Linked DNA regions of Ovis aries: region 2 is linked to region 1. Evidence: chromatin contacts called from public Hi-C data. All regions are on one chromosome and are shown on one strand. The core of a region is the stretch at or near the end of the contact, and the rest is flanking DNA. Distances in the headings are between cores, read along the strand shown. Region 1 has its middle 29 kb from the start of TRNAC-GCA. Region 2 overlaps LOC121819676 (a long non-coding RNA gene).

Evidence for each region. A called contact is a pair of places that touch in the nucleus more often than the background predicts.
Region 2: a contact with region 1 is called in a Hi-C map of hypothalamus, with 5 times the contacts expected there. The contact joins two enhancer-like sites. A contact is called at or near these places in 8 of 16 Hi-C or Micro-C datasets (hypothalamus, liver, mixed tissues and 4 more).

The regions. Positions count from the first base shown.
Region 1 is chr5:85,357,564-85,362,799 of ARS-UI_Ramb_v3.0, reverse strand. No RefSeq gene overlaps it. Among named protein-coding and RNA genes, the nearest start is that of TRNAC-GCA, 29 kb to the right of the region's middle. Within about 2 kb of position 3,174, at least 25 of the 54 cell types and tissues checked have an H3K27ac peak or open chromatin away from gene starts, as enhancers often do. A contact at or near this core is called in hypothalamus, where this site is marked.
Region 2 is chr5:85,860,664-85,865,510 of ARS-UI_Ramb_v3.0, reverse strand. It overlaps LOC121819676 (a long non-coding RNA gene), which reads left to right. Exons shown (of 4, transcript XR_006060029.2): 1 at 1-1,750. Among named protein-coding and RNA genes, the nearest start is that of MEF2C, 140 kb to the left of the region's middle. Within about 2 kb of position 1,255, at least 9 of the 54 cell types and tissues checked have an H3K27ac peak or open chromatin away from gene starts, as enhancers often do. A contact at or near this core is called in hypothalamus, where this site is marked.

The DNA.
Region 1 (5,236 bases), core at 1,925-4,424:
CATGCAAATAGACGGCATCTTATAGAATACATAGCATAAGAAGCCAGTGCCAACGTTTTCCTCTAGGTTTGGCGTGGCACAAAGAGTAAACATACTTAAGAAAAAAGAAAAAACAGCAACTCACTTAGCCTTCTCCTCTTATTTAGCATTTGTAAAAGTTTTCAGCACACCTCTTTAAAACATGTATACCTGAATTTCTCTCTCGCTCCGCCTTCCCATTGTCCAAAGCTTGGGCGTCCCTGAGCGCTCCTGGCGCTTCGTGCCAGCCCCGACAGCAGCGAGCAAAGGTCATTACCGCGCGGGCGGGCGCGTTTCAGCTTATCGAGAGAGCCAGCGACTGGGAGATACTTGGGGAGTTCTTGGACCACTTGGACGAATATCCCCAACTTGAGTCTGCAGAGGGCCTGGGTCCGAGGTGAAGGCTGGTTTGTCTAAGGTGATCTCTGGCCATACTGGTGGGTAGGGCGCCTCAAAGGAGAATAGAGGTTTGAAGGTGGTCAACTGGGCAAATCTGACATGGAGACATACATCTCATTATCTTACCAAACTGTAGTGTCACTTTTTGCCATTACCCCCCAAACAAACAAAATGCATAAAGTTATTTGAGGCCAGAGGAAACGTGCCTAGAGGAAGTGTCCCTTTCGGTGTCTACTTGAAAGGCACCCGATTTTCCTCGCAATTCTTTGCTGCGATGAAAAGGAAACCCTGGAGTGGCACAGGGAAGCCTCCTTAGGGAAACTTAAATTGCATCACATAGCAGGGTTCTGGGTGAAGTCAGAAGGCTCTAGAGTGAGGTTGCTTGTGGGTCGTTCAAAGGCAAGTCTACCCAGGTCACCTGCCTGGAGGGTGCGCGTGAGCAGAGTCCCTGCCCCAGGGGACGCCTCCTCCTTTCCCGCTGAGCTCATACACAACTTTCCTTTTCCCTTTATGCATCAAAATGAGAACCCTTCCGTTCTGGATTACGCTTTAAAGGCCCACTGCTATACAACTTTACATTGGCCTTCAGAGTGAGTTTATTAGTCCTGCGAGCAAAGATTAGGGCACTAAGACATTCTCAACGATGGCATTCCGATTTGGTTCCTGCAATTGGCATGTGCCCAAACCCTGGCCTTGGTTGGGTCATCAAATACTGTCCAAACTCCCTGGCTGTCTTTAGAAGGTTCTCGGTTATGCAAGTTTCCCCTCTACTAACTAGTTCCTGGATGGGTTGGAGGTACAGCGTAGAGAAAACATTCCGGATTGGAGGCACTGGCACTCCTAAAGGGTCAGGAAAATCCCTCCTGTTTAGGAGATGGCTTTGGAGGCAGTTTAAAACCTGAGAGGCACCATGAAAGCTTCTCCTTTAGAAAAAAAAGGTAGCTCTGGTGGTTCAAACTCGGTCTTTTGGCAGGCAAAGGAGCGATTTCCTGGAAATGAAATTGGCATTCAAAGAGGGTCAGGTTAAGCCCAGCACCCCTGGCCGCATTTTGGACCCCAGAAGGGCACTTCTTGCCTCCAACCTATTTAGAAAGAGAAAGGAAAAGGAACGGATGGAGGGAGGAAAAGGGGAGAGAGGAGAGCACAAGAGAGAAAAAGGGAGAAGAGGGGGATATTTAGCAAGTTAAGAGGTTAAATATTTGAACAGATTTGTAAATATATAGACAGCCCTTGTTATTTGGAATGTGTAATAATGCCTTTTGTGGTGCTGTCTGCCTGGGAGACCGCTCCCTAGCACCTTCCTCCCTGGCAAATCAACAGGACAGCTCAAAAGCTCGCAAAACAAAAACGGGGGGATGGGGGTGGGGGTGAGGGGAGGGCGATCCTCCTTTGGGGAAGGGAGATTCTTCTATACTGTCTTAAAAACAAGGATAGGAAGGGAAAAAAAGGAAAAGCAGAATAAATAAAAATGTTTTGTTTTTCTTGGATATGATTTTTCAGGAGCATCCCAGGAAGCCATCAGAGGCTGAAGTAATTTCAAAGTGTTGTTTAACCTGATGACATACTCTAGCTCTGTTCTCTATTGTGCATCCACTATTCTTTGAACCCAAATCTTCTGACAAGCGTGTGTGTGTGTGTGTGTATGTGTGTGTGTGTATTTAGAAAACGTGGGTTCACTAATAGGGCTTCCGTGGCTGAGCAGGGTGGTTTCTTCACGTTTTTCTCGCGTTTAGCGTTTTCTGGAAAACTGTACTGAGCGCTGTGGATGGCATCTGTCTTCTTGTGCCCGTGGGCGGAGGACACAGGCTGTGGGTGTGTCCCGCCCACAGTTGCGCGGGCGTGTGCGTGCGCGCGCACGCGTGTATACACGCATTCTCTACGGTGTGCCTCAAATGGAGCCTTTTTTTTTTTTTGCCCCTGCCAGCGTCCTGTGTATATTAGTATAATGCAAATAGAACCGTTCGGCTTGAGTATTTTTTTAGGAGGGGGAGGGGGTGAGCCATTTAAATTCTTCTCATATTTTATCGGTAGTCTTTCCACTGCATGTAAATTCACTGGGATGCCTTTTCAGAGGTCCGTGTGTGTGTGTGTGTGTGTGTGTGTGTGTGGTGGTGTGTTGGTTAGTGGGTGTGTGGGAGAGTGTGTATAACCTGTGAGCATCTTGTGAGTGATGTGTATTCTCTCCTGTATATCTCTGCACCCCCCTTCATGTTTTGTGTTCTTAGGGTGATTATGTGCATATTTACATATGTGTGCCTGTTTCCCTGCCTACACGCATTGTCTTTCTCTTTAACCCACCCACTTCATATATATTCTCTTATCTTTTGGCTAAGTGCCTTTTTTTTATCCCTCGAAGAATATTTATTGCTGTGATAATCTGAAATGAAAAGTGGTCTCCCATGAAGGAGATGGAAGAGAAAGGAGTGTTCATCTTTCTTAATAGACGGGGCAGAGCCAGTTGACTGGATCACAGGATTTCTCTGCACTTTCTGCGTGTCTGTGTGTGTGGCGGGGGTGGGGACACGGACAGGGGGCGGGGGAAGCGGCAAGAAAAGGAGCCTTTCACGAGAACAAAGGTGGGACATCGCGCCCCCTCGCGGCCAGGCTTCATATTGCGCAGACCTTGTCCTCTACGGCTTCTCCGCGGCCAAACGAATCCTGCGATTTGTCCGTTGAGCCATTCAGGAGTCGCCTCTCAGGCCCAGCCTCCGCCCTCAGCCAATCACCGGGCGCCATGCAAATCGCCTCTTCCGTTCTCCAAACAGGCGTCGGCTTCAGATGCTACTCTAGCCGCCCCTCCCCCGCCTCATTCTTCCGCTGTCCACCCCCGCCCTCCTCCGCTCCCGCCCTGGCAGCTGCTGGGGGATGAGGGCAGTGCCGGGCGCCTCGTGCATATGCAGATAATCTTCCTCATCCCTCCATCCTCTCCAGCTCTCCCCCTTTTCCCCCGCCCCCCACGATTCGGTCCCCTCTCCACTCCCACCCGCGCCTCCTTTGGATCCCCCGCCTTGTCCGAGCGCCTGGATGTGCAGTTCTCAGAGCCCTGGTACCAGGCAGCTGCTTCCCAGAAGGAGGCCTTACCGGGGAAAGGGAGGAAGGCATTACCCTTGAAATCCTCTCGAAGGTCAAGTTTGAGACTTGCTGAGCAGGGGCGAAAGGCGTTGAAACTGCGTCTGCAGGGTCTGCAGGAAGGCTTCTGCACGCAGACTGATTCCGAAATGCCTTTCTCCTCCGAAACACCAGATTAATTTCTGTGAAACACACAATGTACTGGTCACGTCCAAAGGCAGGGTGATGATAGATGATTTTGTAAGCCCAGAGCTACAGTGTGTATTTGTCTTGTACATCAAGGCTGCACAGCTCCCTAAACAAGGCTGCACAGCTCCCTAAACCGCAAAGAATTGGAGATGAGATCAAACAGCATTAGATCTACTTAGTAGCATGGGGGGGAGGGGGTGAGAAGACGGGCTGTGGAGGAGCGGGTGTGGGGCGCACTGCCCGCTGTGTGTGTGTGTTAGTCGCTCAGTCGTGTCCGATTGTGTGCGATCCCATGGACTGTAGCCCGCCAGGCTTCTCTGTCCATGGGGATTCTTCAGGCAAGAATACTGGAGTGGTGTGCCATTCCCTTCCCCTGGGGATCTTACTGAACCCCAGGGTCGAAGCTGGGTCTCCTGCATTTCAGGGGTGCCATTTAAAGTCAGGGCTTCCTGCGGCACAGGTGAGCGCTTAGAGCACGAACAGGACCCAGGAGAAGAAAAACCAAATCCTCGAAGAAAAAACAAGACCCGGGAGTAGTAGGTTGTTACTGGAACTTATATCCAGTCTGATTTAACGGCCTTTTACAGCCACCAGTAAAGGGTATTCACGCTTTGCATGTGGTCTGAACATGTGGAATGTACTGTGGGGTGCATTGAAGGGAAAAATGTCACTGAAGAAAATTGAGGTTGGTATAGTGCTCTGAGATCCTCTAAAGAGAAAGCAGGGAAATAGTGATGTGACTTTGTTTCATAGATGTCTATGTTGACACAGTAATTTCTAGAAACTTGACTCAGCTCCCCCTCAAATCTTACACCTTGGAGGTGGTGAGGAGAGAGCACAAGATTTGAAATAGTGTTTTGTCAGCATTTGGGCTTCCCGGTGGCTCAGATGGTAAGGAATCTGCCTGCAATGTGGGAGACCCGGGTTGGATCCCTGGGTCAGGGAGAGCCCCTGGAGAAGGAAATGGCACCCACTCCAGTATTTTTGCCTGGAGAATTCCATGGGCAAAGGAGGCTGGTGGGCTACAGTCCATGGGGTTGCAAAGAGTCAGACGCAACACTAACTAACACTGTCAGCATCTATCCATTGAACACGTTTTTATGGAGTCCTTATTCCATGCCAAGTATATAGCATCCTCGTACACGGAAAGCACATTATGTTCACCATGATTCTCAAGTATGGTAGAAGTTAGGAAGAGGAACAGGAATTCTGGAAGGTTTCCGTCTTAGAGATGCTCATGGCTTTTCAGAAGTGGGTGTGAGGGACAGGGAGGCCTGGTGTGTTGCAGTCCAAGGGGTCACAAAGAGTTGGACACGCTTGGGCAACTGAACAACTACAACATTAACACTGGGGTGCATATATCTTTTCAAATTAGGGTTTTTTTTTCAGACCTATACCCAGAAATGGAATTGCTTGGTCATATAGTAATTCTATTTTAAGTTTTTCGAGAAACTTCCATTTCTATTTTCCACAGTTACTCTACCAGTTTATATTCCCATCAACATTGCATAGGGTTCCCTTTCCTCCATATTCTTGCCAACATTTGTTACTTGTGTTCTTT
Region 2 (4,847 bases), core at 6-2,505, 500 kb before region 1:
TTCTATTATTTAAATTAAACAGCGAGGGGAGACTATAACTGTTAATAAAAGCCATCTCCACGCCCCTCATGGTTTCCCCTCCCCCTCTAGCATTTTATGACGTGTCATCCACGATAAATGTAAGCAGAATTATGTCGATCCGAGTAGCCTACTCTATAACTCTAATGTTGCATCTACAGGTCAGCAAGGAAATGCAGAGGAAAATTGCCATATTAAGGGACAGTTGTTTGAGAAAATATAGGTATTTATGAGTTTAGGGTGCTGGTGTTGTTTTTCTCTTTATAAATGTGTGTGTGTGTGTGTGTGTGTACAAAGTTCTGCAAACGCTTGTGCACACCCTCTGTAGTATACCCATGTTTGCACATTGAAAGCGGCCGGGTAATCGTTCCGTGGGGCTAGCTTAATGCAGTTAACAGAGAACTAACGTGTCATCTATGTCGAAAAGCATGCTCCTATTTTTAAAATCCCGTCACGTAATGAACTGGTTTTGTACCAGTCTGAAGCTTCCACCTTTATCCATCATGAATGCTCTTGTAAAAAAAACAAAAAAAAACAAAAAAAAAACACACAAAACATTTCAACCACTTGGTTCCTGACCATTGCTAAAACGACCCCCTTCTTTCTCTGCAACTATTCTTTATTTTTTTAAAGCCTATTTTCGTATTTAATAGTACTGATTATAAACAATCCTTGTTGTATAGAAACTCAGTTGAAATGATCCAGTGAGCTCCTGCCTTGGTCCTTGACGCAGACTGTCATCTCAAGTACTGGATGTGACCGGACTAGGTGGCCGGGCTCTAAGCTGCAGGAGACCGAAGCTACTTTTTCGTGCCCGGATGTCACCTTCTTTCTAGCCTGGAGCTTGCGCGCTGCGCACACACACGCGCGCGCACGCACACACACACACACAGACATACACCTCCTTCATAACTAGCTGAGGGGGTACCCCAAATGTGAGCAGAGCCGCGGGGCTGACTGAGGCTGAGCGAGCCTGGGCGGTGCGGCAGCCGCCGGGGAGAGCGCGCCCGGCCCAGGGGCTCTGGTTAAGGTGGGCGCCGGAGGCTAAGGACGCACGGGGGTCTCCGCGAGCTTTTAGTTCTGGTCTGAGACGCGGGCGAGGGTGGCCAGGAACCCAGGAAGGAAATCTAAGTTGCGTGGAGCGTTGGAGCCCTTAGACAGCCACCCTGGTCCGGGCGGAGGACCGCTGGAGCGTGGAGCGGCCTCCGGCGCTCGCTCGGGCGGGGTGGAAGCCCGAGAAGGGGGTCCCGCGGCGCTTTTGTACCGCCCCGCCTAAAGCCGGCCGCGATCTGACGTACCGGCTCCCCCGGGACGCTGGGGGCGTCGCACTGCAGCTGGGTGGGGAGCAATTTATTCCTCGCCGTCCCATCCCAGCCCATCTTCGGTTACTCCACCCTACCCGTCCCCTCCCTCCTCCCCCTCTACCTACGCCTTCACTACCTCCGATTCCCCACCCCCTCTCCATCCTCCATCCATCCCCCTTCGACTTCAGTCTCCCCCTCTCTCCCCTCCCTCCCGCCTCCCTTCTCTCTCCCCTCCCTCTCCTCTCTGAATAAGCAAGCTTTTGCCTCTAAAAGTCACAAGTAATCCTTGTGTGTGACAGAGGAGAGAGAGGAGAGAGGGAGAGGCGAGCTTTCGGAGAGGAGCAGCAGGCAGGAGGAGGATCTGGCATAGCGGCTGGGAGAGGAAACTTGACGCTTCGGGGCCAGCATTTGCCAGGGCCTTACTCGAGGTGAGTACTCGGGGGACGGCGGAGTTCGATTCCTGGCGGGGTCCAGCCTCCGCCCATCGCCCAGGCCCAGGAGACGGGCTCCGTGACCCGGGGCTACTCGAAGGCGGATACAAATGGGGGTGGGGGCGAGCAGGCGAGCGGGGTGAGGTGCGGCGGGCAGGGATCCGAGCAGAGGGCCGGGGTCAAAACGGTGCTGTGTGCCTGGCAAGGCTGGACTCCCGGCTCCGGCCCCGAGGCCCCCTGTGCGTCCGGCCAGGGTTCCAAGCGAGGGTGGCGGGGGATGTGGGGAGAGGTTGGGGGGGGGGGTGTTCCCGCTACCCGAGTCCCCTCCCTATCTGAGCGTCCCCGCGGCTCCCCTCTCTCCCACACCCGCGTGCAAAGCAGCCCCCGCTCAGTCATGAAGTGAACATTTGAGCCTCGCTCAAACCTGGAAAGGGAAAGTTTGGCGAGGCGGAGGCTGCGCAGCTCGGTGGTTGCCTGGAACCCAAGCTGGGACCCCAAGACTTAGGAAATCGAGAGATTTCCTTTTTTCTTTAAAAAAAAATTACCTTTAAAGAAAAATTGTATGCATTCAAAAAGATTATTGGATTACTATGTCTGATCAGCTGCTGATGACCTACCAATAAGCGTTTTAAATACACACGCACATTTGCGCGCGCGCGCGCGCGCACACACACACACACACACACACACACACACCACACCAGGGGCTATGTGCTGTAGGAAAGGCCGTCGTAAGTAACCAAGAATTCAGAGGAAGTCGCAGGGGCTTTAAAATGTATAAAGGCTGTGTTCATGTCCTCCACGGGTACAGAGAACAGAGGGAGGGGGCGGAGGGAGCGCACGTTGGCTCGGCGTTTTCTCTGTGCCTGTGTGTTTCGTGTGTTGTCAGCTGGCTCTGGTTTCTAAGCGCTGAACGCTGCCAGGGGCGGGGGCCGGCATCCACCATCCACCTCGGCACCCTAGTGGCGAAACAGGACTCATTTGTTTGGTGCAGAGCGGTGACGACCTAGAAGAGACTGAAGTGTGGTTAGGTCGGCCCCCTGCCATCCATTACACCTGCGGCAGATGGCTCAAGTGGTAGAATGGTTTGTTTTCGGGGATGGAGAACAGAGGAGGGGGAGGCTAGAGCCTCGCCCCACTCTAAGGAAGCACCATAAAGAACCAAAGACACGAAAGAAGCCATATTGTACCATCGAAAGAAATACTGTTCCGCAGTCTATGAGGGAACCTGGACATGTTAGTGACCTGGGTGCCTGACTCCAGTTGATGATATGGTAGAATTTTAGGATCAGTATTTTTTTCCAATGAATTTTTTTATGACGTCCCTACTCCCTCCTACACACACACACAGACACACACACACTCCTGTCTCCAACCAGATGCACACAGGTGTCCTTGAATATCTACTCCCTGAAGCCAAATGTCATTGAGCCCCTGCAGGTTTCACCGAAGCTGAAAGGGAGGCCACTCCGAGAGCTGGGAGCCTCTCCCCTCTCCCCAAGTGATTTATGCCACCAGCCTGCCTGCTACCACACACAAGTCCCCCACCCCAGATAACCATGTAGCAGGATTTCAAATATTTCCATCTCATTTTACATGTAATGATGTGCCTTTCTGATCAATAATCCCATCCTGGCATCCCTTCCTTCCTTCTTGCTTCTCAACAAGCAGGAAAGGAAGTACACACACACACACACTCTCCAAAGTGAGCCCAGAGGGAGGGCATGTGTGACAAAGGAACACAGACACAGTCTAAAGACAGTTTGGCCTGTCTTCATCCCTTAATTTACTTGCTAATTTAAGGAGAGATATATTAAGGAAGACCTGAACAGAATGAGAAGCCTTGTCTCCACCTTTACTTCACACACACACACTGTACCAATCCACTGTAATATTCATGGATATCCATGGCTTATATATTTTTATATATACTCATCATATATGTAATACTATGGTAATGCCACATGTAATATCATAATATGCATACATCCATATTTCTTGTGAATAAGAAACAATTTCACTGGCCTAATTTTCTATTCAAAATAAACAGTCCTTTAAATAGGGTTTAACAAGCTTATGCTTCAGAGGTGATTAGGTGTATAGCGAATTCTACTATTTTGACACTTAATTCTATTTTTCTATTTTCTTAAATCAACACTATTTAGAGCTAATGAAACCAAAGAATATCAGACAACAATAAGAAGCCATTCTAGATCCGATTTTCAAGTTATAAATAAAGCTACATTCTAGAAACAATGTTTCTTAGGAAAATTTTTCACCTTCTCCATTTTTCAAGGCGCTTTCAGTATCCAAAGATACCTCTGAAATGGGTTTGATTCACAGTTTCTTGTTGTGTGCCTAGTGTAATTTAATTTTTCTGTAATCATCTTCTGTTCTATGAAGATTTCCATTGTACCAGGAAAAAGTTGACTTTGATATGCAGTGGGGTAGAGGATTCATTGACAGAGATGCCATTAGAATATAGCTCTGTTTTGTTCATTATTAGTAATATGGGCTTGTTTGTACATCATACATACTGCTAAGGGCCTGCTGTGGGATGTGAATTCATACCTTATCAGAACACGTTCAGATACACTTGAAGAAAAATTTTTAAAAAAGAAAAATATTTGCAAAACTAAGTTGAAGAACAGCCCCCATGAACATTTTATAGTTGTGTTTTTTTTTTTTTTAAGCAGAAATCTTGATCTAAAACTCTTGACCTTTAGGGGCCCTAAGGGATTCCAATTGTATTTAAACAAAAGAGAATGATCAAAACTTTTATAACTGTAGAGAATGCAGACAAAAATTTAGCCCTAAGACCCTCCTTCCCTTTTTCTCAAAACACTTCACACCCTATTTTCAACCAGCATCTAAAGCTAAGGAAAAGAACTTCCGAGATGAACTCAAACTTTAAATGAAAAGTCGTTAAAAAAAAAAAAAACTCTGGAATTTTAAATGACTAGTATGTTAAATGGAAAAAAATCTCAAGGATTCAAATCAGTTCAAAAAGCCCAATCTTTCTAGGAGAAAGAATATATTTTATTGTTTAAGGAAGTTAACACCTGAATCACACTCACGTTTCTCAGGCCCAGGT